Regions from separate parts of the Lactuca sativa genome. Here region 1 is linked to region 2. The links are chromatin contacts, called in public Hi-C maps. All regions are on one chromosome and are shown on one strand. The core of a region is the stretch at or near the end of the contact, and the rest is flanking DNA. Distances in the headings are between cores, read along the strand shown.

Region 1 (6,737 bases), core at 266-2,765, 520 kb before region 2:
CCACTTATCAACCTGCAACAACTCATATAAATTCACAAATGACACAGAGATATGAGATGTAAGTGTAACTGTGTAAGTGTAGGAACTGAGAAAAGTTTGTTTTTTTATAGATAATTTATCATGTAATATCTCAAATGTGACTCATGTTACATAAAATGAAAACAAGGATCAAAATAGAAAAGAAGATTTACCAATGCGAGGTATGTTGGATCTGATGATCTCAGTCTGATGGGTGGTTTTTTAGTAAGTAACCAAGCAGGGAAACCACCAAGATCCCATTCTGCAACAAAAAGTGGTCTTCAATGGAGAGTGTTTATCAAGAAATAGCAAATTAATTGATACCCACAGTTTGAAAGGAAATCTTGATCGATACTAAAAGAGGGAATTAAAACATTCAGATTCAGTTACTGTTTTGACCTGCACATATGTAAGGTCCAGCCCTTAGCATGACCAGCAAATCTAACTTCTGACACAGCTCAAGAAAAGAAACTATATCTGCAATAGCATTGAAATCTAGTTGACCCTCTTTTGGTTCATGCAGATTCCATGGAACATAAGTTTGAATTGCATTCAAGCCCAAAGCCTTTGCTCTTGTTAGCCTATCTTCCCAATACTGCACCCAAAGAATGACAGAAGTCAGATCATGTAAATATCTATAGAAAAGTCCATTCATCCAAATGCAGAAGAGGAGGTTCTAAAATGACCATGATTGATGATTACATGTGTGTGTTATATATAGCTGTATATCCAGATGATAGTTAGTGCTTCCAAATGTATCCTCTAATATCAGGTACAGTTATACGGTGCTAAAACAACAGCTATAAAAAAGTAATGGCAAATTTGAGTTGTAAAACGGTGATGTATCTAGTTTTCTTTTGGGACATATCAATGGAAGAATGTAGTGATAGACATGTAACTTTGGGATAAAATGAGTATTTGTACTAGCATTCAGGGTTCAATTGGTTATGGAGTACCCAGATGATCGAAATATCTATTGAACAGATAGTAGTAGTGTGATTCAACGCGAACTTCAATGGGACAAATACGAGACTATACCTCAGGTAGAGTACGGAAATAATGCAAGTCCCCGCCGATGATTCTAAAAGGCTCTCCATCTTTCCAGAACATATCATCAGCAATTTCAAACTTTCGAGCATTAACAACCTGCTGATTTTATAATCAGCAGTTAGCAAATCAAAATGATCACTAGCAAAACATGAAAATTAGAAGACGTTTTACTAGATTTGGATAACTCACTTGATGATGATGATGATGATGATGATGATGATTGTGGGGTTTGAGCGAATTCGAGAGAGGGGAAGGTAGAGGAGCGAAAACAGTAGAGAAAGCAACGAGACATAGGAGAAGAACGATAATCTTCGTCGACTTCAAGCTTCGCCCTTTCGCCATTGCCGTTAACTAGATGTCGTCGCCGTCGCTATCGGCGTTTATTGTCTTTCACCTTCACTAGGCTTTCAAGTTTTCCGACCAGTGGACTCTCTTAAGCTAAGTCAGTCAACAGAGAACCAAGAAAGTAGAATATTTATACATATGTCCCTAACCTATCACTTAAATGATAGTTTGGTCCCTTGGTCTTTGAATACTCGTAACACAATTATTGTTTTTCATAATAGACAAAATTTCAAGTCTTAATTCTTTTCTATTTTTCTCTAATATAGTCCTTATGAAACTTTTTTTTTTTCATTGATAGTCCATTTGGAACAAACATTGCACGTAAACAGCCCTTACGATGGATGTTCGTTTACTTGTGCCGTTATAATGCCCCATGTGCCTCGCACATGAGGCCATTTTCGTCATTTCATCTAGGGGTTACACTTATTATTTATTTAATTGATCACCTCTTTTCTCAATTAGGTATGTGAAACTGAAAACTCATGTGATCCAGGTGAAGCTCAAGAAATCAAAGTCGAAGAATAATGATTTGCCCTTGTGGAAGCAGCGATCTTGTCATCGTCACATCTTGGTCGAATCGTAACCATGGAATGTGGTTTTGGTCATGTGTTCGAATGGGAGCAGGTATAGTTGGATTGGGTGGTACGATGAACCCATGTGCCCTAGATCAGTGGAAGTGATACTTGGGTTACTGAAGTCAATGAATAAACTCCAACAATCCCTTCAAGAAGCTAGCATGCAAGCAAGAATGTATAAGTTCATCCATTTTGTCAGTTCGATTTTTGTAATTTGCTACCTAAAGAAGGGTTGAGGTGATTGTAGGGTTAATGTCTTTTGTTTCAATAATGTATGGAAGTGTTGTTTTGGTTGTAGGTTTAATGTAATGGTTATCTTATTTTGAGTTTGATGTCTGAATGCATGAAACTAATTCTTATGTAATGTTGGTGTTTTTTTGTGTAATTAGATCCTCTTTGTAATTGTAGCATCCCAGAAATCTCGATAAAAAAATTTATTTTTCATTTAGATAAAAATCCGTGTTTATATAAAAACCCAAATCACAACCATAAGTTTCAAATACAATCATTCAAAATAAGAGTGTTCAAATCAATCAAAAATCAAACAGAAGAGGATATGTACGATCAAGCATTTGCCTTGCCTCTAATCTCTGAAATACCTAAAGCCACAACAATCAAACTGTAAGACAAAGCAGTGAGTTTCCCCCAAAGTATCACACACAATTACATGATGGGTCTACAGTCTCCCAACTGGATTATACTAAGCAAAATTTTCCATTCACTAGTTTACAACTAGTTGTCATTTGTCATCAGACCGCCGCTAGATCATCGTCGGACAACCACCAGACCTTCGCCGAAGAAACACCAAAACCAGTGGCATTTTTCTGGTCATATTCACATCTTAACAGAACAAATATTGTAGCTCTCATTTCTTTGGTAATATTTTTTTAACACATATTATTTTATTTTTGCAGCCAAATATACAAAATTTAATAAAAAAAAGGATTATACGTTGAGAAATTCATTTCTCTCTCTTTTTAATTGTGGATTTCTTTAAAAGTTGTATGTTTATAAGAGATATTCATAGTTTAACATATTTACAGTTTAATAAACATAATAATTCACTGATATACAGTTTAACATTTCATGCACACACTCATTCATATTTTAACACAAAATTTATATAAAATACATAACTTATTATAGTCCAGTCTCAGTTTAATACATAAAATTCACAACTTAATACATTCTGTTATACAGTAGTTTATATATTCATAAATATGAAACTCAAACTCTACAACCACCAACTACCACACATCGCCGTCAACTACCTGTGCCACTATCGCAACCATCACTTCTTCCAAATTAGATATGCACACAAAATCATGGATTTACAACTTAAGTATTATATTCATGGTTTAATAAACCAGTTAATTTACTAATTCGGTGTTGATGCAAAATAATTATAAAAGCTAATATATTCTTACATATTTATACAACACCAAAAATAAATATATTCACAAGAAAATTAATACAAACATTCTTACATAAATCATTCATATTTTATTACAAAATTAATTAAAAATTCACAGCTTAATATAATCAATTCACAGTTTAATACAGTTAATTCACAGCTTAATGCAGTTAATTCACAGTTTACTACTATCAATTCACTGTTTAATACAATCAATTCACAACTTAATACAACCTATTTACAGTTTAATACATAAAATTCTCATCTTAATATAATAATTTCATTGTTTAATATATAAAATTCTACATTCACATCATCCATGTTCTCAACTTAAAACTTACAATTACACCTTCAGATCTAAAGGTTAGTGCTTTTTTTAAAGTTTATTTACACAATATTCACAATTTAAAGTTTACATACTCAAAATTAGATAAAATTAGATATGTATATAATGTTTCTTTCATATCGTATTTCATAAGCAAACACAAAATTCATAAAAAAATTACAATTTAATACAATTAATTCACAAATTAATACAATCATTTCATAATTTACTCGACAAAATTCATAACTTAATATAATAAATTCACATTTTAATACACAAAAAATTATACATTCACAACCATATTTTTTTTTGAACCGGCAAATCTAATTTACTCCTAAGCTAACAACACCTATTCCACCTATGTCCACGACGGAACTTGAACCCTCGACCTCAAAGAGGGAAGGCACCACCTGATACCGCTGGGCTACAAGCTTTTGGTTACATTCACAACCATATCTCGACTTAAAACATACATTTATACGTTCATATCCGGAGGTTAGTGTTTCTTTCAAAGTTTATTTATACAATATTTACGATTTAAATTTTACATGCTTTTTTCAAATATATATATATATATATATATATATATATATATATATATATATATATCAAAGTTGTAAATGGATTGTATTAAGTTGTGAATATACTGTATTAACTTGTAAATTTTTTATGTATTTTGTTTTTGCTTTTGAAATATGAGTGGAAAAATGCATTATATATATATATATATATATATATATATATATATATATATATATATATATATATATATATATATAAAATGCATTTTTCCATTCATATTTCAGAAGCAAAAACAAAATACATAAAAAAATTTACAAGTTAATACAGTATATTCACAACTTAATACAATCCATTTACAACTTTGATATATTAATCCAATAACTTTGATATATTAAAATATTCTCATGGCTAATGATAATAACATTTATTTATACATCTCAACTTTAGTTCTAAGTATAATTTTCAAATAAAGCACATCCTCAAGATAAATACATACAAAATAACGTGTATATATATAGTTATTAAATTACCAAAGTTACATCATACATAACATAAGTATATATGATATAATTATATTATATTTATTATATGGAGAACCACTAAGTGTAATTAATGTGTCTATTTTATCATATCATATCATCATACTATATTATAAATAAAACATTTTATTTTTCCTTTCACCACATTCATTTGAAACTTCCATGACTTTTCAATTTTTTTCTAATAATAACTATAAGTTGGTTAGTAAGATTAAATAAATATCAAACCTAAAGTGTAATCGCATATAAACTAGATTTCAACATTAAAATAATATATTTACTTCTACTTATTAAGTGATTTTTTTTAACTTTTAACATATTATACTTAATTTATTAGTTTTAATATATTGTTGGATGTAAACCATTATCATTTGATGTAAACCATTATCAATTTAAAGATATAATTTTGGAACAATTTGTATAAAATACTTAAATTATTAATTAGAATATAACATTACAGAGTCACCTTAAATATACATTTTAGTTTAACTTAAACAACCCAAAGAATATTTTGTAAATAGTTAAAAGTGATTAATTGTAGTGTTTTTTTTTAATAATGATTATAAGCTGGTTAATAAGATTAAATAAATATCAAACCTAAAGTGTAATCATAAATATACTAAATTTCAATTTTAAAATAATATCTTTGTAAAGACTTCTATATATCACATTAAGCAAATAACAATGTTTGATGTTATAATAGATGTTTGATGATTATATTGTTACCTTTAAAATCAAAAAAACAAAAATAACTCTATATAAATGATTATATTGTTACCTTTAAAATCAAAAAAACAATGTTTGATGTTTTAAATAATTATAATGATAAAAATTAAAACATTAAGCAAATAAATTTTAAAAAATTAATTAACAATAACAACAACTATAAATACCATTAAACCATATATTATATTTAATTTTATTCATGTATAACTCGCAGGTAGAAGTTATTCAAACGGTTGAGATTATGCAGTTATATTAGATGTATATATTATCATATAAGTCAAAATAATCAATACATTATATCAATTTAGTATACAAATTATTATATCAAATTTAACAACAACGTTATTGCTATATTAAAAAAACACATATATTTGTAAAGACTTCAACTACATAGGTGTTTCTGCGCAACGCGCGGGCATTCGCCTAGTTATATACATATACACACGCCTAACATTTATTCAACCTACCCTAAGTAATTAAAGTATGTATACCTACTCTAAGTAATTAAGTGTGAATTTAAGAAGGTACCTCAGTACCTGTACATGGTAAAACATCACCATTTAATCTTCTTCCCCATGCGACTAGCCATTCACCAAAGTTCATATATGAACGTCACACACACCCTCGAATAGTCTTTTGAGTTGTTATCGCTGAAGTTCACCATCAACAGATACATCCGTTGGATCTGGAACTAAAACAAAAGAATATTGTCGATCTCATAAAGAAACATTGAAAACGACTCAAAACCATATAACCACCACTAGAGGCAAGAGATTTCAGTTATCAAAATTCGTATTCAATAGATCTAACCAGATCTAGTCTATGAATATTGCGAGAGATAAAAAAAACAACTAGAAATCACTCAATCTAATCAGATCTTAGCAAAAGCAAAAAGAAAAATCACGGGAATCATGGATCTGCCAAGCGACCACTACAAACGACACACGGTGGTGATGCTTTGTCGAATATCGCATATATGGAGTGCTTGTTGGTTCGTCGGAGGTGATGGCTTTGTTGCCAGAGAAGGTGACGGTGGTGGTAGATCACGATGGCGGTGACCAAGAAGACCACTTTTTGTCCGATTTGTTCAACAAAAAATGGTATTTTGCGTGATCAAAGGTTACAAAGATGAACATAGGTGACGGTGGTTGGGCTACCGCCATTGGTGGTGGTGGTGTGGCCTCCGTCGACGGTGGTGGCGTTGGTGGTGTTCATCATTGGTA
Region 2 (7,461 bases), core at 804-3,303:
TGGAAGAGGAGTGAACTGATAGCACAATACACAAATTGTGAAACGAGATAAAATATTTTTGAATAAATACGAATTTAACCCTTTAAAAAAATATATCAAAAACACAAATTCTAACCTTAATGTCATGTACAGTGAAAGGGTTTTCATCTATAATATCAAATTGCAACTCAGAGACAGCAGCTCCTGGTATGATCACGCTTTTGTCTAATAAATAGTAATGTGTTTTTTTCATCACCTGAAATCAATTTAAAAAATCTACAAATTCAGTTAGCGATATCATAACATAAAATTAAAAAAAAATTGGTTCGCTGAAATTTAAACATTTTTGAACCTCAAAATCACGCTTGGCTACATAAATTGGAATATATGGCTGGACATTGTTTGTCCAGTCACGAAGATCGTCTAAACCTAAAGAAAAAAAATAATAAATGAATAATTGAGTAATTGTTACTATTATGATTGAAATGAAATGGGAAATTAAAGACTAGAGACCTCCAATTGCATCAGCATGAGAATGAGTAATAATAACAGCATCTAGTGATCTTATTCTGACAAAATAAACACAGGGTTTGTTATTTTTGTGGTAGAAATATATAAGAGAAAATGAGAAAAATAAATCTTACCCATAAGTAGGGAACCATCGAAGAGCACTTTGGTAGAAAAATCTGTGAGATGAAAAATAAAAATTATTATTTGATTCTCCCAGTGATTGATACTTCCAATGATTTTGATTATTTAGGGTCTAAATAATCACATTTGAAGAAACATGAAATAAAACTGATTATTCAAATAATTATATAAAATTACTATCGATCCCTAACTTTTAGAACCTAGTTAACTGATATCTGATTTTGATTCATTATGAATCAGACCAAAAACAATCAAGTTAAATGTGTGTTTATGCAACAAAGTTTTGCCAATTTTCCAATCTATACAACAAACTGATCTTTTATACAAAATATGCAACTACATTTCATTTTAGGACCAAAGATTCGATATTTTACCTATAACTTGATTGAAATTTTTTTTTCTTTTTTCAAATTATCTGAAAAGAGCATATAGATGAAATCAGTGATGAAAGCATGTTTTACATACTTGCCAGCATCTATAAGAATGTTAGATATGCCAGAGGGTTTAGGATAACGAATAAGGAGGCTTGTATTGAGTCTCTTATTCTTATTTCCACGTACTACAGCTTTTGAGCAAACCTGAAAAAAGCCATTGAGATATGCACATTGGAAAGAAAAGCTACAAAAACACATCTACAAGCTTCAAATATTTGCTTGTTGTTACAAAATGAGTTGACTCAGTTTGATGGTTACCGGGCATTTCTTTAAGGGGTGAGTAAGGCAGCTCACTCGTGGGACTCCTTCACTGGTTCCTGTCCCCATGAATATGATTTCTGGTTGCTCAAGAGTTATCTTCTCTCCTTTCTGTACACCTGCAATAATTTGAATAGTTTTAGGTCCTACTACTCAAAACAAAACCCTAGCGTAGGTTTTAGAGAGATGAATTACAAGATGAAACTGGAAAACAAGTTCAAATGATATTAAAATTGAAGTTCTAAAGCATCCCATCCATGATTCTTTTCGAATTTATGGCATCTCAATTCCATCGTCATCCGCTATATATAGATATAATAACATTTCACACATATATACACGTAAACATTATATTGGTAGAAATCATTTCAAGTTTTTAATCTAACCAATGGTGAAAAGCGAGAAATCAAACACATGTAACCAATTCGGGGATCACTACAAGTAAATGGAAATCAACGGAAACGAAAGCTTATCAATATCTTACTTGAATTCGACTGCAGGGAAGCATCTGAATAAATGCGATTAGATTGAAGACGAGAGCGAGAGCTCCCATAGCTGTAAACTGGAATTGAGGAACGTTTAGTGTTTGAGGAAGATAGATGTCGGGTCAAACGAGCGAAACGGGTCAGAGAAGAAGGAGAAGGACGAACTGCTCCTTGCATTAAGATCATTGGGACCCGAAAACGCTCTTGTTCTGTAGATCGTAGAACCCTTTGCCCAAGAAAAACCTTCGGTTATTACTAAAAGGTCAAAGATATTTTCTGTTTATGCAAATTTTCAGTTTCACCCCTGAGCTTATGTAAAAGCTCCAAATCCAAGCCTTATTATGGATACTACTAGTGTTGAAACTTGAAACAGAGATGGATGATTTGAATTTTGAACACGTTAAAATCCTATAAAGAAAGATTTCCTTAGAAATTGCATTGGATGTTGGTGTAGTAAACATTATTTTAAAAACTGTTACTAAAATAATTTTATCTAATAATTTTCCATTTCATCAATTTAAAGGGTATTTGTTTCACCTCTTAATGGTTCCATTAAAAAGTTGGCTTTGAATCAAGCAGATTCACAGAGCGTTTGATTGGGTTTTTATCCGCCTCTAAATGGGACGTGATTATAGATGAATAAGCAAACAATTTGTTTTTCTACAAGTATCAATACTGAGTACTGAACTATTTATTGTCATTCACAATATACTATTTTACACAAAATACCATTAAAATAAAAGTATTTTATAAACACAAAGTTACCTTTTGATAGTAATTTTTTTTAGAACCAATAACGTTTTGTAAAAAAGAAAATAACCCATCACCCACACAAATCATAATCATCCCAACAACATAAATTAAGCAACTAGATATACAAATTTATTAGACTTCAAACATAATTTCAAATAAGTTCACAACCACATGAAATCAACCAGTTTAAACTTTAATGTTATCCATACAAACATGGTTAAAATCATCACCACTCTAGTAACGATACTTGGTGGAGTAATCTTTAGGAGCAATCACCAAACCGCGTCCCTTCCTAGCCCCACGATACACAGTTTCAACAATGTCTATGAACTCTTGCTTGTCTTTCATGGCCCAATTGATCTTATTGTTGTTACCAGTTCCAAGATCAATCATAATATGCTTGTTCCTGAAGAAGAACATCACAGTAGATGGATCGTATAGCTCATACATTGTATTGAAGTCAGGTACCTCAGTGATGTCCACCAAGTAGATCACAGCAAAGTTCTTTATTGTCTCTGCAACTGAAGCAAGCACTTCATCCATCTACAGATCCCACAACAAGATGATTCAGTATTATATACAGATTGAGTAAATATTAACCTAAGTGACAAATATCCCCAATTTCAAAATTTGGAACTTGGGATATTGAAATTTATATGTAACCAGTTAAAATTTCGATTGAATTGAATCGTAATCCGATGGAATGATAGGAAGATGTAATAAACAGAGAAAACAGTATTTGAATTAGCGATAGAGATAGGTGAAACTAGGGTTTTACCTGCATACAAGTTTCGTCCCAATCATGGCCGAACCGAATAACCACGAGACGTTCTTCCTCGGCGAGGATCGCCTGATCGACGGCCCAGCCGGAATGCAAGTGCGGTAGCAAGTACGACATCTCTGTCTCCCTCTTTCTTTTTCTCTCGAGAAGCGACGGCGAGTATCAAAGAAGGCCGATGTATATAGAAGCTCACACGCGGTCTTTATTATTCCGTTGAGATAAGTTATAAAATAGTCCTTCAACTATATATATTTATAGTTGATATCACTAACTTTTAAACTTTTCGTTGGTTTTGCTAAATGAAAAGTTATTAAATGTTTTATTTTTTTATTATTATTTTTAACGGCAAATTTAATTTAATCTTCAACTAATTTTGAATTCCACGTATGTCTCAAACAAGATTTGAACCATCAACCTCAAGAATAAAGGCAACACTTAGGGTGTGTTTGGCCCGGAGCTTTTAAAAACATTTGAGAGCTTCTAGCTTTTAACTTTTGACAAAACGCTATAGTTTAAACAAAAAGTTTCGTTTGGCAGTACGAACGTTTAACTTTTAGTTTAAACAAAACGCTACAAATCTAAAAGTTAATTCATGTAGCGTTTAACAAAACGCTACTGAGTTTTTGAAATCAATTTTCATAATTACCTTTAAAAATATATTTATATATTTATTTATTTTTAATCAATTGTCCTTTTATGTAATTTTATATATTTCAAAAGCTACCAGCTACTTTTACCAAACACTCATTAAACAATTAAAAGTTACAGCTACCCGCTACACGCTACCAGCTACCCGCTTTCAGCTAACAACTATTTTTGCCAAACACGCCTTTAATATCATTGGGCTACAAGCTCTTTAGTATTAAATATTATATTTACTAGAGAATAACAACAAAGAATCTCATTAAAATGGGATAGGGAGAGATATTGGATAGAGTTTAAAAACCATGCATCTATAAGGGTCAGAGCGACTATGTTATATAGATGACATCCGACATGTGTCAAACGATAACTTGTAAGGAGGCAAACAAAAGGAAAGTAAGTCAAATTTAGTTTCACCAACCAACCTTAATGTGATGGATGACATCTACCTCTATACTTTCCCTTATGGATCACAGAACTCAAACACTTGAAGCTCTCCTTTATATGGGTGACAATTTGGTCGGATTCAGGTTGGCGGGTTGGTTGGTCAAAATACATCAACCCAACCCAACCCACATAACTTGTTTAATTATACAAGTTTGCGGTTAGGTTTCACCAACAGTGGTGGTTTAGGGATAAAGTGATGAGCGGTGGTGGGCCGGTGGAGCACTATGTGTACCAGTAGCTTGCGGCTTTGTGTTAGTGGGTAGGTGGTTTGTGATGACGAAGGAAGGCGGTACTGGTGGGTGGGAGGAGGTAAGGTAGTAAGGTAAGGGCGAGGAGTAGTATGCGGCCTTTTGAGTAACAATGAGTCAAGGATTGGGTTTGATTTAGTACGGCAAACCGCATTCGTAAGTCATAATTCATAAATAAATATTAATCTTTTTTTTAAATATAATATATATTGACGGGTTGACACATGAACTCAAACACATAACACAACCAACCTATGAAATAAGCAGGTTGACGGGTCTAAAATCTCAACCCAAACCTGTTTATATTTGTATTAGGTTACAAGTCGAGAATTATAATCCCTACAGTCCTTTCGCATCACTATTTAAATTACACCAAGGATACTCCATTTTAACAGTGTTGATCCGCGGTGTTTTCTCTTCTAATGCTGACTCAGCGAGTCCGGATACCCGACTCGTCGAGTCCCTTCATTAAACAGGTCACCAAGTCGCGATCCTACTCGACGAGTTGAGGCATCAACTCACCGAGTCTCTTCATATCCCATAATAAAATACTCAAATTTCCATGCCTGGATATCCGGATGTTACAATTCTCCTCCACTTGAATTAGATTTCGCCCTTGAAATCACTCTTTAACCACTTATAGATTGAAATTATCAACCCGAAAGGCACTACTGAAATGATCTTCATACTACACCGATATCTTTCTCTATGGACACACGAAACCACATAAAACTTCCAAAACCCAAAATTTAAACCAACTTTTTCATCGCTAAGATACTCTTTCCCAATACCCAAAAACTCTAGTGGCTTGGCCCGCCGCCCAACCGCCTACTCGAGCGATCACCATGATATTCGCTCCTCGAATATCAACCATGTTTACTCACTGGCTCTCTGATTCTCATAAGACCACATCCAACAACCGGCTATCGCTCCTCCAAACCGATCATGCTAAATCATACGAATTACGCCCCACGACTAAAAGGGTTCACACTCCACCGTGGCACATCTACTAGACTGCTATCAGAAACCATCCGAACAAAGAATCCCCAACACTCTGCCCTTAGACACAAAAGCATAACCATGCTCGCTCAGAAGTGTCCTCAAACATCGCATTCATAAACCTCAGCTCCAAATTCCATATCTCTTTTAACATCACACGAGGTCTGACCTCAACCCAATAGTTGAACCTCCATGGTTACCCATAACATGATCCAAAATGTCTCACTAAGTTCCTTCTAGCATCAACTATCTCGGCCCAGTGACACACAAGTCACAAATTCCTCTTTACCCCAAACGGATACTTTACTCTCAACTGGATTCGTCTCATGTACCCCATGGTATTTCCTGTGCTCTCGAACTGACCCTGCTCAGGTCTAAGATATTGGTGACAACAATAACCCCCCTCTTAACACGGAATCCATCTCTAAATCCGAATCTCAACCCGCCTACCTGACGCATCACCAGAGCCAAACTCAACTTGAGAGTTTGGTCTTCCCCAAAGTTAGAACTACTCATCCCAATGAAACACTCACCTCATAACTCATGACTCGCAACCTGCACGCAAACCACCACTCAATTCGGAATATAGCGATTTCCGACAAGACGGAGACCCCAGTCTCTCCCCTGGTACAACCACTAGGCTCCAAAAACTCAACACTAGGGCTACTCAAGCCTAAAACTCTTCTGCATCATACTCTGATTGGAGATCACTTCATCATCACCCTCTCTTATCGTCTAGTGAGTACTATTGCTCCCTGCAGCATCATGATGACCTCTCGATGATTAGTGAATACTACGGCTCCTCGTAGTATCAGAACTCCCTCCCTTTGACTTATGAGTACTACGGCTCCCCGTAGCATCACAACACCCTCTGACTAGTGAATACTACGGCTCCCCGTAGTATCACAACTCCCTCTCTCTGACTTGTGAGTACTACGGCTCCCCGTAGCATCACAACACCCTATGACTAGTGAATACTACGACTCCCCGTAGTATCACAAATCCCTCTCTCTTCATCCCATAATCTCATTCTCACTACAACACCACACTATGTCCACTAACTCATGCTCCGCAGACTATTATAGATAGCTACACACACTTGACCCAAATATGCATCACAGACTCTGATGGCGACCGCCATAACAAAATACCTTCCCCTGCTGAGATCCATATTCTTAAATAATCCCTCTTGATGGCAATACCCGAAGGGCTCCCACTGGAACCGTAGATACTCAATTCACCACTTGCCGCCTCAAATTCACGACTCTCATATAATTTGGAATTCAGGACATCATACTCGGACACCCCGGAACACCATCGCAAAACATCGCAATGTCCTGCTTTAACCACCAATCCCATACTTACGACATCATACACGGATACCTCCATGCATTCCCTCAGGATATCATAACTATCCTTCATTTCACACAACGCGCAACATCGTAGTATCCCAACTCTCAATCAAAACACTGATGAATCGACAATGACTCGAAACATGATGACAACCATCCGAAACTCCCTCCTTTATTGCTCAAAACACATGCAAGAATACACTGACCGACCCTGAGGTTGGTCGCCCAATCAACTTCTTTCCTTCCCATACTGCATATAATAGCCCATACTCTGAACTAGAAATTCGCAACCACCGGTCTAACCTCGCAAGCCGACCACCTCGATTTCACCATTTTAACCTTGAAGGATTTCTAATCAGCACAAGGTCCCCGACCAACAGCCACTTGCCGTGGAGACACTCATCCTTTCTCAAACACGTACCACATGCACTA

Evidence for each region. Hi-C and Micro-C count contacts between places; a contact is called where the count stands out from the background.
Region 1: a Hi-C map of seed shows a contact between it and region 2, with 5 times the contacts expected there. The contact joins the promoter of LOC111889048 here to the promoter of LOC111889065 in region 2. A contact is called at or near these places in 2 of 4 Hi-C or Micro-C datasets (leaf and seed).

The regions. Positions count from the first base shown.
Region 1 is chr4:168,377,684-168,384,420 of Lsat_Salinas_v11, reverse strand. LOC111889048 (beta-galactosidase 17) reads right to left here and starts at 1,515. Exons shown (of 19, transcript XM_023885179.3): 1 at 1,258-1,515; 2 at 1,057-1,164; 3 at 418-613; 4 at 192-280; 5 at 1-12. The coding sequence starts at 1,410.
Region 2 is chr4:167,862,088-167,869,548 of Lsat_Salinas_v11, reverse strand. LOC111889065 (putative hydrolase C777.06c) reads right to left here and starts at 2,053. Exons shown (of 12, transcript XM_023885200.3): 1 at 1,807-2,053; 2 at 1,323-1,441; 3 at 1,096-1,208; 4 at 624-665; 5 at 493-548; 6 at 332-408; 7 at 116-235; 8 at 1-15. The coding sequence starts at 1,993. It overlaps LOC111889063 (thioredoxin-like protein YLS8), which reads right to left and starts at 3,537. Exons shown (of 2, transcript XM_023885199.3): 1 at 3,339-3,537; 2 at 2,668-3,103. The coding sequence starts at 3,458. The coding sequence ends at 2,795.